Regions from separate parts of the Siniperca chuatsi genome. Here region 1 is linked to region 2. A link is a contact called in public Hi-C data. All regions are on one chromosome and are shown on one strand. Each heading gives the region's core, a stretch centred on a gene start, on an enhancer-like site or on the middle of the called end of the contact. The rest is flanking DNA. Distances are from core to core; before and after follow the strand shown. Region 1 holds the start of LOC122885512 (dedicator of cytokinesis protein 9-like). Region 2 overlaps LOC122885512 (dedicator of cytokinesis protein 9-like).

The links. Hi-C and Micro-C count contacts between places; a contact is called where the count stands out from the background.
Region 1: a contact with region 2 is called in a Hi-C map of skeletal muscle, with 6 times the contacts expected there. The contact joins the promoter of LOC122885512 here to the enhancer-like site in region 2. A contact is called at or near these places in 2 of 3 Hi-C or Micro-C datasets (liver and skeletal muscle).

What each region holds. Positions count from the first base shown.
Region 1 is chrLG12:15,764,392-15,771,421 of ASM2008510v1, reverse strand. It overlaps LOC122885512 (dedicator of cytokinesis protein 9-like), which reads left to right and starts at 2,922. Exons shown (of 55, transcript XM_044216713.1): 1 at 2,922-3,353. The coding sequence starts at 3,237. It overlaps LOC122885613 (FERM, ARHGEF and pleckstrin domain-containing protein 1-like), which reads left to right. Exons shown (of 27, transcript XM_044216928.1): 25 at 488-595; 26 at 804-955; 27 at 1,043-2,262. The coding sequence ends at 1,124.
Region 2 is chrLG12:15,695,622-15,702,511 of ASM2008510v1, reverse strand. LOC122885512 (dedicator of cytokinesis protein 9-like) reads left to right here. Exons shown (of 55, transcript XM_044216713.1): 28 at 1-80; 29 at 217-300; 30 at 465-576; 31 at 1,723-1,901; 32 at 2,016-2,132; 33 at 2,923-3,034; 34 at 3,119-3,252; 35 at 4,910-5,024; 36 at 5,170-5,236; 37 at 5,329-5,376. Among protein-coding and RNA genes, the nearest start is that of slc15a1a, 18 kb to the right of the region's middle. Within about 2 kb of position 1,956, the one cell type or tissue checked has an H3K27ac peak away from gene starts, as active enhancers do. A contact at or near this core is called in liver, where this site is marked.

The DNA.
Region 1 (7,030 bases), core at 1,673-4,172, 68 kb before region 2:
CAAATGTTTCTCAAACAGGAGTAAATGGTGTATTTGTGGGGGACTATTTTCAGCTGTGGATTAATACACATATGGTGCTCTAGTGAGTATTTAGAGCAGCAGGACGGTGTTTGTGGAATTGACTCCAAATAAACTACAGTGGTCATGTTCATTGTAATGAAGGAACATGTCACTCATTGCAACAGTGTGGCTCATAGATGTGTTTTGAATAGTTTTTGGACAACAATGGAGGACTGTGGCACAGAGGAATAAGATATATCAGGCTTTGGACACAGACAATACTTGTTAGTAGGATCAGCTCACTGTTGGTTTTGGGATTTTCAGTGGATTGGTTAACAATAAGAAACATTTAGAATATCACCAGACTTATCCTTTAATTTCATGAATCCTTCTTCCACATTTTTAATCAAAAATCTAAGTACTGTACACTACTAGTGGTCTTATATATTATGTAGTTTTGGATTTCAAACTTTTTTTGTCTTTGTAGAATCAGCTGTCAGGAAACTTACTGAGGAAGTTCAAGAACAGCAACGGCTGGCAGAAGCTCTGGGTGGTCTTCACCAACTTCAGCCTGTTTTTCTATAAGTCTCACCAGGTGATGAACATTCACTCTCAACTCTGTTTGTCCAGTGAACGCATCGCTGGATATGTTGCATAGTTTTCTGCTGTACTGTTTTGTTTGGAGTAATTGATATTTTTTAAATTATCTGTTTAATTTTCTTTTTCTTTTATCCCAAATTGTTTTTGTAATTATTTACATACCAAAATGCATTTTTCAATGTCAATTTAAATGTTTTCCTCAGGATGATTATCCACTGGCCAGCCTTCCTCTGCTGGGTTACTCAGTCACCATCCCCTCAGAGTCTGAAAACATCCACAAGGACTATGTCTTCAAACTGCATTTCAAGTCCCACGTCTACTATTTTCGATCGGAGAGTGAATACACTTTTGAGAGGTAGAGACTGTAATCATCCAGATGCACATTTACTAAATGGTTTCAGTGGTTCAGAGGACTGATTAAAAAGCCTTTCTTTGCCCGCAGATGGATGGAGGTCATCCGCAGCGCCACGGTCCCCTCCAGTGGCACTCGTGTCCTGAACAGCAAAGAGTCCCATCCTCACTGAGTTGGCTCACCTTGTTTCCACACGCTGTCTCCCTCGGGTGGCATCTGCCCCTCCTGTCCCGCTAGACTCTTTGCTTTTCTTCTCTACACATATCTGGGACATTTGTACATGTGTCCATGCACATTTGGTGCTTTTTAATGCTTTAATGGTGACATGTCCGCTGGTTTAGACTGCATCAGAGACTGCATTTTTTGGCATTTTTACTCTCAACTCTGAAACCTCTTTTTAAGGATGTCATTTTATACTGTTTTCTAATGGTCTGAACCACTTCCTATCTTTCTGGTTTTACATTTTGTCATTGGTTGTTTCTACAGCAGGAACAGGTTGATATAGATATTCAGCATTCTTTCTTAGATGGTTAAACTATCACTGCATTGTCATAATGTTTTGTCTACTTTGCCATTTTATTGAAAACTGCTGCTTTGAAAATGTCCTGCAACTTCAGTGCCAAACTGGTTTATATCAATGTCCTGGACTTTTTAATGCTACTTTGTTACATTGGGGATGAGGAGTGTCTCCTGTACTGTATACCATGAAATTTTAAATCATGTAAAACAGGCCACCCTTTAACGGTCAAAGCTCTGTTCACACCTGGCCCAGCACAATGTGTTCTTGTTTTTTTTTAAAAAGGTGATGAAAATATGAAATTATTTTGTTGTATCATTGACATATCCCTAGAATTGATCACAATATGACATGGGGTAGCTGCCATCACAGATTAACGCCATTTCAAATAAAGTAAATATTCTATTTGCTGATCTTCGTCGTATGAATACAACTCAGACTGTTTTACTTTTTTTAATTAACTAAAGTTCCCCTTCAGCTGTATGAGAACATGTGAAACATGTTCATAATCATTGTATTATGAAGGTGAGTGTAATTGAAAGCTTTAAAGATTATGTGTGAAACAAAACAGAAACTTTCAGTTCCAAGCGCCGTTGCCCTCACTGAACTAGGCTGCCTCCTGTATACAGATACCAGATCTTTTTATGGGTCTAAATGAATGGAAATATGCATTTGACAGGGTTTTGCAGTGAAGCGAATTAAATGGAAAACCTCAGTTCTGCTTAGAATTGCAGTGTTTTTTTCAGAGAGCTCTTTGGAAATGAAAGCAATAAAAAAAACTTACTCAAACTTAGATTTGTGTCACTTGTGGGATTTTTTTAAGCTTGAGAAGCAGCAGTGATGTTTTCTCTAGGGAATTTACTGTTGCTCAGCACATGTTCTGTGTGTTTCCAGCTGTGACCTACAGATGGCATCACTGATCAAGACTTTAGGTTCAGTCAAGACATAACTACAGTGTTTATATATTGGTGTATAATAATACAAGCAATATAAAGCACTGTTCCAAAGGCTTTTTTCTTTTTGCAGTGAGTGCACTCCTGCCAAAATATTAATTCATGTCATTTATAAATTCTTCTAAATATGCATTTAGCTCCTCAAACAATGACATATCATCCTCTGGTATCAGAAATGTATGTCCTATAGCATCAAAGTTCACTTTTGATTAACAAAAAGTCTTAGTAGTGAGTCTAATCCGATCTCTTGTAACAAATGGTATATATAATGTCAGTGAACCAGCTTTATTTAATCGATATTAACCTACTTTAACATTATGTTTATTCAGATGTCAAGAGGGACAAAGGTAATATCCAGAGTTGGGCTTTTCTTGGTAATGGGAAAACATTGTTTCAGTCATTCATACTGTAGATGCTCGCTGTCCAAAGTCCAGGCCCAGCAGCTCACGCACAGCCAGGAGTGGGCTGGCCTTTAAACCGGTAAGGGGAGGAGTGCGCCGAGGAGGCAACCAGATTATATACCTCCTGTCTGGCGCTGGACGGCCAATGAAACACTTCTCAAGGGGATACTTTATTATGGCAACAATAAATACGATGGGAGAAGGCAGGGCGCCGGAATAATGCAACACACGTTGACTTTTAAAAGCGACAAATATGAGGGCGTGAATCAACGCCACAACATGAGCCAGCTTCAAAGTCGTGGTGCGCACTAGCAGGGATCGGAGAAACGGAGAAACCGGCGATGATTTCCCTCTAAACTTTGCTTATATAACTTGTGGATTGAACGGTCATTGATGCAAAGTGGTGCGCAAGGATGGCTACTCCAACGCATCCGGAGACCAGGAGATTTACGCGGGGTCTGGGTAAACCTGGCACGGCGGCTGAACTCAGGCAAAGTGTCTCTGAGGTGGTGAGGACGTCCGTGCTGATTGTAAGTACACACCTAAACTCCCCCCCCCCCCTCCTCTTCCTCCTCTTCCTCCTTTTCCTCCTTAATACCACCTCGGTCAGTGTCATCATGTCTGTTTAAACCGCTGCGGACCTGGGAATCACCTGAGCCCATTTTCAGTACAGAGTCGACTGACTTTAGATCAGTTGGGTGGGCGCACATGTGGGCTTTCTGGGTGAAAAACTACGTCATATTATGAGTGCGTGACCCTGACCTACAAAGGTGAGAAGGAGAGAGTGTTTTGGAGAGAATGAATGAGGTGGTGTTTGTGTGACAGGAACAGAAAGATTTAGTAAAATTTGAGGTGGACTCTTGCATATATAGCACAAGACAACTATCTCTCTTGTTTGTATTTTATAGCACATTAACTTCACTTTCAGTGTCTTATTTCCTCAAGAGCCTGTAAAGAGACTGTACCTGATCAAGGTGTTTGTACTTGGTCAGGGCATCAGTTTATAGGGATGCACTGAGATGACATAATAGCTCCTTAAAAGGGAAAGCATGTGTCTTCAATTTTAATGCTCCAGACACATATAAAGTGACAGTGACATAATGCTGAAATAGACCGTCCACTTTGGAACATCTGGGTGACGAGGACCTGCAGTATACCTCCTCAGTATCAGTTTTCCACAGAGCTCAGGAGGAAAAAGGAGTCTACCCCTTTTGTTGTGTTCGAGTGTGTTGGGTGTTTGGTGCTCCGTCTGATTGTTCCAGCTTTCCTGGAAGAAGTTGCTAGGTAACCGAAACGGACACCGTCCAGGCTCTCTGTCAGGGAAATGGAATCCTGAGTCAGGATCCCAGACATCCAACCACACCTTCGTATTATTTATTCATTCTCACTCTGGTGCACTGCCAGAGACGCCTGAGTGAGAAGAGCAGAAGGAGATACAAGTATGCATGTTGGGAAATCAACATGTCTAAGGAGGACTGAACTAACTTGTAGAAACTCAGGCATCCGGCAGTTCATTTGTTGATAAACTTATGGGCAGATATATGCAGGGGCGGCTTTAGAAACTTTTGAATGGAGGGGACCAGACTGGGGGACAGTTTTAAAGGGCAGGGGCACATTTGTAAAATTAGTAAAATAGTGTTAAGACTCACATTTAAAGCCGTGGTTTTTGACAATAATCCACTATTAATAGTTACATTGTTTATTCAGTGTAACAAATAAACCACAAATAAACAACTTTAATAAATATTATAATATGAAATAATATCAATAAGTGGCTGCTATTTGTTATTCCAAGTAGCTTACAGCCATGGACGTATTATGAGAAATCCTCCTGGACACAGACATGTAAAAGGCCCCCCATCCCTCCTACATAGGAGCAAGACCCCCAGTCTCTTTCTACTCATTTTGCATCTCTTTGTGATTGTTTTGTGTCTTTTTGCGGTACAGAGGTTCTGCTCCAGGGGCCCTGAGTCTGTACCCGGTAGGCCTGTTCAGTAATCCTTCCATGATACGGTGGGCACTAAGGGGGGCACCAAGGGAACATATGGCTGTGTTGTTGAGTTCAAGTGTCTGCTGAAGCTTCTCAGTGGGACAAGAATGTGACCGTATACCAGACGACTGTCCACGCAGCTTGTAATTAATTCCTCCATGAAACATGTAAATACTTCAGCAGGAATAGAGGGATCTGTTCCAGGGACATAAAGAGGGGACTGTAGCTGTTGTCACCCATTCTGATTGTTGTTTTCTCTCCTTTTTAACGCCCAGAAACACATTACTTCATTTACGTTATAGCATACCGTATAGTACATACACACTGGACCTACTGATCACACAGCAATTTCTCAACTCTGTTTTGGAGTCAAGTGCACTGTGCTGCTCTCTTCCTCTCCCAACAATTTGTGCATTGAAGGCACACACTGGCCAGAGCCTCTTTGTTTATTGTTGGAGTGGAGAGCAGAGTGACTTGTAATAGGCCAGAGCCCTCAGCTGAGCCATCCCTCTGTTTCTCCACACTTTAGGCATGCTAAGAACACTATTAGCTCCATGATGGCTGTCATCAGCTTTGGATTTGTAGTGCTGGGGATGCACTTCGATACAACACAGGATGCTGCCTTTCCAACTTTGCTTTGTGTGGAATTACAACAGAAATCGTTGAGTGTGTAAAGAGGTTTTTTTTTAACTGTCTGCAGCACTCAACAGCATGTAAAAGTCATTAATGTATCAGCTGATGGGTATATAACAAATCAATGGCAGTTGGAAATTTTTAGTTAGTGTATACAGTGTATGAAGCAGCTTGGGGGCAGTTGTGTAATTGTAATCAACAGTCCTAACTGCCTGCCACCAAATGGTGATGTACTCACATCCTCAGTGTTCCTGCTATGTGCCTGACCCAAGGGAGCTGTACGGCAGATGGGTGTCATTATGTAGGAGTGATGCTATTAGCTGCCCATGGCCAGCACGCACACACACACACACACACACACACACATACACACACTGACTCACTATGCAACCAGAGGGGAAAGTGGAGGTTTCATGTGTGCTGCGAAAAAAAACCCATAAAAATACTGACAACATGGACAACATCAACAGAGCACACATGTTGCTGCTTAGCCTCGTGGTTAGGCATTAAATATTGTGAGAAAAAGTCAAATTTGCAAACTAAATTGCTTTGACAAGCTTCTCTGCGCCTCTTAAGGGTATTTGTGCTTGTCAAAATGGCCGATGGACAATTTGGATGCTTCTTAATCTGTTTGGCAGGTGGTCAGCATTTCCTGTCTTGTGGTTTCACCCAATTAAACTTAGATACTACATCTACATCAACAAGCAGATGTCATTCATCCTCCCTTGATGCATATAATCGCCCCATTTCCCTTCTCTTACAATCTCTATTCCCTCTTCTGACCTGTGCCGTTTCTTCCTCCATCACATGACAGGCTATATTTTATAGCCTGCGTTTGCTCAAGTCAAACATCGCCAGTAATGAGCTCATGCTGTAATACATAGAAGATGCAGTGTCACATTTTGGTGAGGTCACTGCACAAATGGTGGCCTCTCCTTCAGCATAAAATTCTAAAATAAAATACTCTCTACTTTCATCAGCCCTCCTGATATAATCGGCCACAACTGCACACCTCTGCTTTTTCAAGGTTTTGTAAACTTTCCCAAGATGTGGGAATCCCAGGGATACCTCAGGTGTGTGCTCTGTGTATTGTTCAGGATGTGTGTCAAGGACTTTTCTTTTTTTTTTCAACTTCGAATATGTTCCTTCTTTGATTGTTCGCAGAGTTAAAGGCATGTCCTCTCATGTAGCGAAGCCAGATTTGTTAGTCATGACACTAACCAAATATGTGCTTAGTAGATTTCCAGATTCACCTTGTAGAACTGAGATGAGGCGAGTGAGTAGAATGATAAAGTTTGGTCACGAATCATTTATCCAAGATCTACCAAACTGCAAGAAAAGAAAGCAACTTTTCTGCTGCGTCTTGTGTGTTTGCAGCAGGCACTGGTGGCTGTCACATACGCTGCAGGACCGAGCCAGTCAGAAGATTACCTCAGCTGTCAGTGTTGTGTGAGGCCTAAGCAGCTTGACCTCCCTCTGTATTCCTCTATCGGTCTATCTGTCACTATAAGGCCTGATGGTATCAGACTAAAAGGGTGCATAAGCTGCCTTTGTTACTGTGATGGTAAATGGTACTCTACAAGA
Region 2 (6,890 bases), core at 707-3,206:
TGCCACACATCACTCAGAAATACAAAGACAACCTGGATGCTGCCAGGAATGCCAACCACAGTTTGGCAGTCTTCATCAAGGTCAGGAGGTCACAGTTAACTGTATCTTACATGGTTTCGAGAGTGTTTAAAGTGTGTACGTGAAAACAATTGTATGTACTTGTTTATTTCTTTGCTATAAATAATGATAGAATTGCTTTTCCCCATCCTTCTGTAGCGCTGTTTCAACCTGATGGACAGAGGCTTTGTGTTCAAGCAGATCAACAACTATATCAACTGTTTTATGCCTGGAGACCCAAAGGTACACTGCAAACATTGACAGCATTTATACAAACAACAAAATGTGAAGTCTTGTAAGCACCCTGATGGAGAATATCAGGCTGTGTTCCAAATATGTTTTGAACAAGGATGTGTTTGAATGTTGTATTAAAGCTGTCTGTCGGTTTCTGTTGTTTCTAAATGCAGACGCTGTTTGAGTTCAGGTTTGAGTTCCTGCGAGTTGTGTGCAACCACGAGCACTACATCCCCTTAAACCTGCCCATGCCTTTTGGAAAGGGAAGGATACTGAGATTTCAAGGTGAGAAGATCATTAAATGTATCTCTTGATCAAGTACCAAGCATGATGGTAGCTTGCTTAAGTGCCAGTGTGCTGCCTGTGTTTGAACAGAAAATTTAAATCAAACCAAATTGCTTTACTGTCAAAGGCCAACACAAATAAAATAGTTCTGATTATTCTTCAACTCATACATAATAATGAAACTGTAATTAAATAGTAATTAAATAGGTTTTCTACTTTGTTTCTTTTTTGTGCTCCTCAATTAGCTTTATTATCTCCATGTGATACGGTGGAGTCGTACGATGCTCTAGTAGGTAGGTGCAAGGGTGTGCTGCTTGCATGTCTTCTCCAAAAAGAGCAGACTTCGATCTAATCATTCAGTCAAGACCAGAATTCAATCAGTTATCTTCCAATTTTGCTACATCCTGGTTGCTGTGGCATGATTACTCTATCCTTCTCAAGACATTGTACTGAAAGATTATACTGTTTATAATTTGTAGTCATGGATGTATAAAGAAGCTGAGATTGGATCTTTGTGTAGATGTGGGTGATTATGTGTACAAGTACCTTTTTCTGTCTGGAGCTGGTTTGGAGTTTATGACCTGATGAGAATGATACCAAAAGACACATTATTTTCTGTCAGTCCTAAGAAATCAGAACATTTTAATGCTTGCATGCTTGAAATGCAGGTTTTCAAAACATAAAAGTAGACAGAAGAATGTGTTTAATTTGATTACATTCATTTTGGGGAATCTTAGTGAGTGTGATTTGGGATTGCTTTACCTTGTCTTAAATAATGTTGGAAACCATCTGTGAACAGCTGCTGCTGTTCAATCATAAGCTTTAATCCTGTTTGTCTTTTTCTGCAATGATCACTGTTGATGTGGAACAGCCTCTGAGTCACATCGCCTGAATCTGTCAATTCCAAGCTTTTCTAGATATTTTTCTACTCTTTTCGAGATATTTGCATTGTTCGCCAGGTTTTAATGCCATCAACAATCTATATACTATCTGAGCTTTCCTGTTTTCTTGTTATTCATTTCTTTGTGTCAGACTGACATTAAATTATTTATTCTCGTTGTTTGGTGCTGTTTGTCCTTTCACACCTTTCACTTACCTCTCTGTCAGCCAATCCTAATCTCTTCGTCCTCCTCTTCCTCCCCTCAGACCTCCAACTGGATTACTCGCTGACCGATGACTTCTGTAAGAACCACTTCCTGGTCGGGCTGCTGCTCAGGGAGGTCAGTACAGCTCTGCAGGAGTTCAGGGAGGTTCGTCAGATAGCCATCCAGGTGCTGAAGAGTCTGATGATAAAACACACATTTGATGACCGCTACACCTCCAAAGTAAGCAGTGCCTTCTTGCATTTCCACTGCACTTCAGTATCTGATGTGTGTGTGTGTGTGTGTGTGTGTGTGTGTGTGTGTGTAATTCTGTTGAGAGATTTATTTGTTTTTCAGAGCCAGCAGGCCAGGTTGGCCACCCTCTACTTGCCCTTGTTTGGTCTGCTCCAAGAGAATGTCAACAGGCTGAATGTGAAGGAAGTATCCCCGTTCCCTATCAACCACTCCAACAATGTAAGGGAGCCACCTAGTGGCCTCTTTTTAATATTTTATCTACCATACATAGCTGTCATTCATATCATAAACCAACAAAAACATCAAAACATAACACAACCCTACCTCTTGACATCTATACACACATCCACACCTTAAAAAACAAACATACACAAAGAGAAGGAGGCCAAAACGGAAAAGGGTGCTGCAGCAGTCTTAGATGTTCTTAGTTATGAAAAGTTATCCTGTACATCCCATTGTTTGATTTTACACATGGGCCCATACAAAAATGAATGAAATGAATGAAAAATGTGATATGCATCCATACATATATGCATATAGTGTAATACAGTGCATTCAGTTCTTTTCATAAGCAAATATTAATAAACAGTATTAAACACTCAGGTCTTTTGAAGTGGTACTAGGCTGTCCACTCAAGTAGGCAAGACATGGACTCCATATATCTAACAACTTTTTTATTCAATTTTTTCAGCCAGGACTAAAACTGTGGTATGGATTCTTTATTACAAAACATAAGAATGAATTTCTTAGCTATTACCATTCCATACTGAATTAATACAATCTTAAGAAAAGTCACAATCTGCTCATTTGAATGACCAACCTGAGATTGTAATTTCTGTATCTGGGGTGATGGGGGTGAATTCCATATCAAACTAGGACTGGAGCACCTCTGACCAAAATGTTTGGAGTTTCATAAGACCTGCACCTCACACACAGCTAGTGGCTTTCATAAGTACATACAGCCCTGTAAAGGATGTGGATTTGTGTCCATTAAACTGTTTTTCATCAGAATGGAAGAGAAGATTCACTTCTTACCAACGCTTTGATGACACCTCCGAGGTCGAGCACCTTTCTGGACACCAGCTTGCACAAAGATGTTTTTGGAGTCATCTCTGGCACCTGTGAGTGGAAAGATGATGCTGAAAAATGGGGAGGGGGGGAATTTGTTTTAATTTTAATATAAAACTGCTCCTTTTTTTTGACAGCTTCACCTCACACGTCATCAACCCCCAACATTAACTCTGTGCGCCATGCAGACTCTCGCGGCTCACTCATCAGCACTGATTCTGGCAATAGCCTGCCTGAGAAGAACAATGACAAGGGCAACTCTCTGGACAAGGTACATCTCAGAAAGTGCTGCAATATGCCTGTAAAGTAATTTCATACAACATTTATTAGAAATCAAATTGAGGCTTCCTTTGACATGTATATATAACATCCATTTCAGTGTGCCTCAGGCATATCAGAGGTCCCCTTGTTATGACAAAAGTACCTCAGAAAGTCACCCCTTGTTAACTTGTACTATTAACTTCCCCACCTTAACTGTACGGCTGGCCGTGGCAGACGGAGAAGTTTGTACGGAGACACTCTGTCAATGTCCTGCGCTTCTTTACGGAGACTGAGGAGTCCATGCTCTCCGTGCGCACCAAGCGTGTCACCATGGACTTCTCCCAGCTCTCTGTCCCCTCTGAGCCAGAGAGTGCCCTGCAGCCCAGCATTTCACTTCAAGTACAAAACGCCTCCTTCCTTCACACAGTCCTCTTCCCCCCCATAGGAGTGTCCCATCTGGGAATGTTAGAAAGTGTGTGAGAGTGTCCTAGTGTCCTAAACCCTAAGCCCTTTCTTTGCCAGATGATTCTCAGGCTTTGGTCTGTTTGTTCTCTGGTGCCATAAAGCAGATCTGCTGTACCACAGGGCCTCACAGGGTTTGTCTCTACTCTTTTTCCAGATGTTAATAAGCATGCATGCCTAAAGGGATTTCTCCCTTTTAAGTTCCTCTCACGTGTGCTGTGTCATTTTTGCTTTCACTGATAAACAGCCTCAAGCTAAATCTGAGAAGAAGTCCATTAAACACAAAGGATTGGATTTTCATTTTCATTTCATTGTCTGTGCTGTTGTGTGTTTCATCTTCTGTTGGAGCTGATTTTATTTGTGATGTGTGGTAGTTTTTATCACAATGTAACAGCATAAGGAGAAAAGGAGCACACTTAACTGTATAAGTAATTGGCATTTACTATCAACCCAAACTGTTTTAGCTCAAACTCTTAAAAAATGAAATGCATGGAAATAACTGCACCACAGCTTCACAGTTTTTGTCCACCTTTTCGGGCAAGCCTTGAAGTTATACGCTCTCCAAAACACCCGTTAAGAAGCCAAAGCCACAGCTTCATGCTTTCCATTAAGTCATCCCCAGCCAGTTGCATGGTCTAGACTAACTGCTGGCAAAGGAACGTGCTTGATATATCATCAACCCCTTGCTGTGGTAGAGCTGTGGCTCCACTGTTTTGCTTATGTTTTCTCCCTGTTCTCTGCCTCAGCTGGGAGAAAAGGAGATTGCTTTCCACTGGCAGTTTTTCCACAATGCGTAGAGCCCTGCAACATCTGAGTGAATGACTCCACTAGTGTAGCTTGACCACTGCAATCCCAGGCTCTCAGAAAACTCTTATTGACCATGTCATAACCTCTCTAAAAGTACCTGCATATTGCTTTTACTACTTTTTTTTTTTAATGCACTAGTGTCCAGGACACAAACCAAGACACAGTTGTATAGACTTTGAACCATGACCACAAAACTAAATGTAAACTTCACAAAAAAATCTTAAAAGATTTTGAAGTTGTTATGGTAAATGCCCTTTGTCTTTTGAAATGACAAAATATAAACTGACGATAGTTTCTGTAGACAGTACTTTGGTTTATCGTGAGTTAGACAAAGCAAAGTGCCCTGACAGGATAACGTATTTGTCTGTTGGTGCCTGACCGGATTCTTTGTCCCTCAGAATCAGCCTGCTTCAACCATGGGCAGTACCCTGCTGCGATGTGATAAACTGGACCAAGCAGAGATCAAGAGTCTCCTCATGTGCTTCTTACATGTGCTCAAAAGCATGTCTGAGGGTAACATCTCACTCCATCTCTCTCCTGCTCCTGCTCTTTCTGTCTGAATAGTTGTACTCACTGTCACTAATACTGAGCTCACTTACATGTCTACAATCCAAAAAAGACTAATTATATCTCCAATGTCAATCTCTGCCTCATCCAGATGCTCTGTTCACATACTGGAACAAGGCGTCAACTGCTGAGTTAATGGACTTCTTCACTCTAGTCGAGTAAGATGTCTTAAATTGCTTTCATGACAACCCTGTCATTATAAGTAAATCTTAAAATGTTATTGTGACTGATTTTTCACTTTTCCTCTCAGAGTGTGCCTCCATCAGTTCAGATACATGGGAAAGAGATACATTGCAAGGTAATGTTGTTGTCAGTACGGTGCATGAATGCCATTCTTTTAAAGCTTTTTAACTTAAATTATGATTAAGTTGAATTCTTGATGATGGATTTCAGGCGTTTAGTACAGTGGTTCCCAACTTTTTTCTCTGACATACCCCCACAGCGCCTTACAGATGAATGTACATCGACACCACCCGACATGTTCCAATTGAGTTAATTTTAATGGATTTAAAACTGGATGTTGTTACTGCTAATTATATAAAAGTGTATATTGTTACAATATTTTTCATTATTTTTCATACAATTGAATTGTCAGTGTTTAGGTTGGTTTGGTGAAGTTTGCATTCATACCACTACCAGAGTACCAAAAGCTGGACGATTCAACCATCCATTAGCTAACAAACATTATTTCAACTACTTTTAGCTTTTAGCATATATTTTTTACTTTTATTATTACATTTATTATTACTTTTAGCTTTCTATTTCAACCATCTATTTCAACTCAGTGGTAGCTCAATTGTGATATATTTTTTAAATCAAATTGTAATTTCTATTATTTCAAATGAATTGAGCTTTCCACATACCCCCTGGCAACTGCAGCAGTAGCCCCTGGGGTACAAGTACCCTTGGTTGGGAACCACTGCTAGTAGACAGATACCTGACTATTATGAGAGCACAAAATAATGTTTCTGCAGTATATTATTGCCCATTAAACTTCATACCATATACAGCATTACTTCCTTGCTTTTAGATCATCCAGTGTAAAACATAATTGTGTGTGACCATTGAAGGGTGTGACTGTATGTTGAGCACAATGATTTGACAATCAGAATTTATCGAAACACACATTCTGTACTCTCTCCACTATTTGGGAGCTCTGGCCTTGAATCCCAGAGGACTTTGGTCACTCTCGTTCACTCTCTCTAACCTCCCACCACTGTTTCTATCTCTGTTCACTTAAATGCTGGCAAGTTTAACATAATGAAATAAAACCTGGCTCCTGCCCTCTCCTGCTTGGGTAAGACTAAAGGTGGAACTGACTTTCTTAAACTAAATGCATGATATCATACCCAGATATTCTCACCATATAAAAGTTGCAGTGCTGTGACATAACTACTGGCTCTAAATTCATGTATAGTGTCTCTCTCATTCTTATATGCATGGCATTTGCTGTAACTCACTGCTTTAATGCTGCTTCTGCTGTTTTGATAATTATCTAATTAAACTGCATGCCAAACACTATACACTGCAGAACTTTACTGCATAAGTGCTGCAGTGGGTATATGTGTAAAAGTCACCCAAAATGTTCAAATAATGTTTTCCAGTCTTCAGAGTCTTTTTTGATACATTTAAAATCTCATAAGATAAATATTTAACTAGATAGTATGACCCAAGGAATACGAGCAAATCTGCTTTTGCTCCCAGGACATTTGAGTGATATTTACACCACTTAAGTGTATAAAATGGTGTCTTATTCACCCTAACTTGCTTCACTAACTCTGGCTCAGCCATTCGTCTAACATTGTCCTGTTT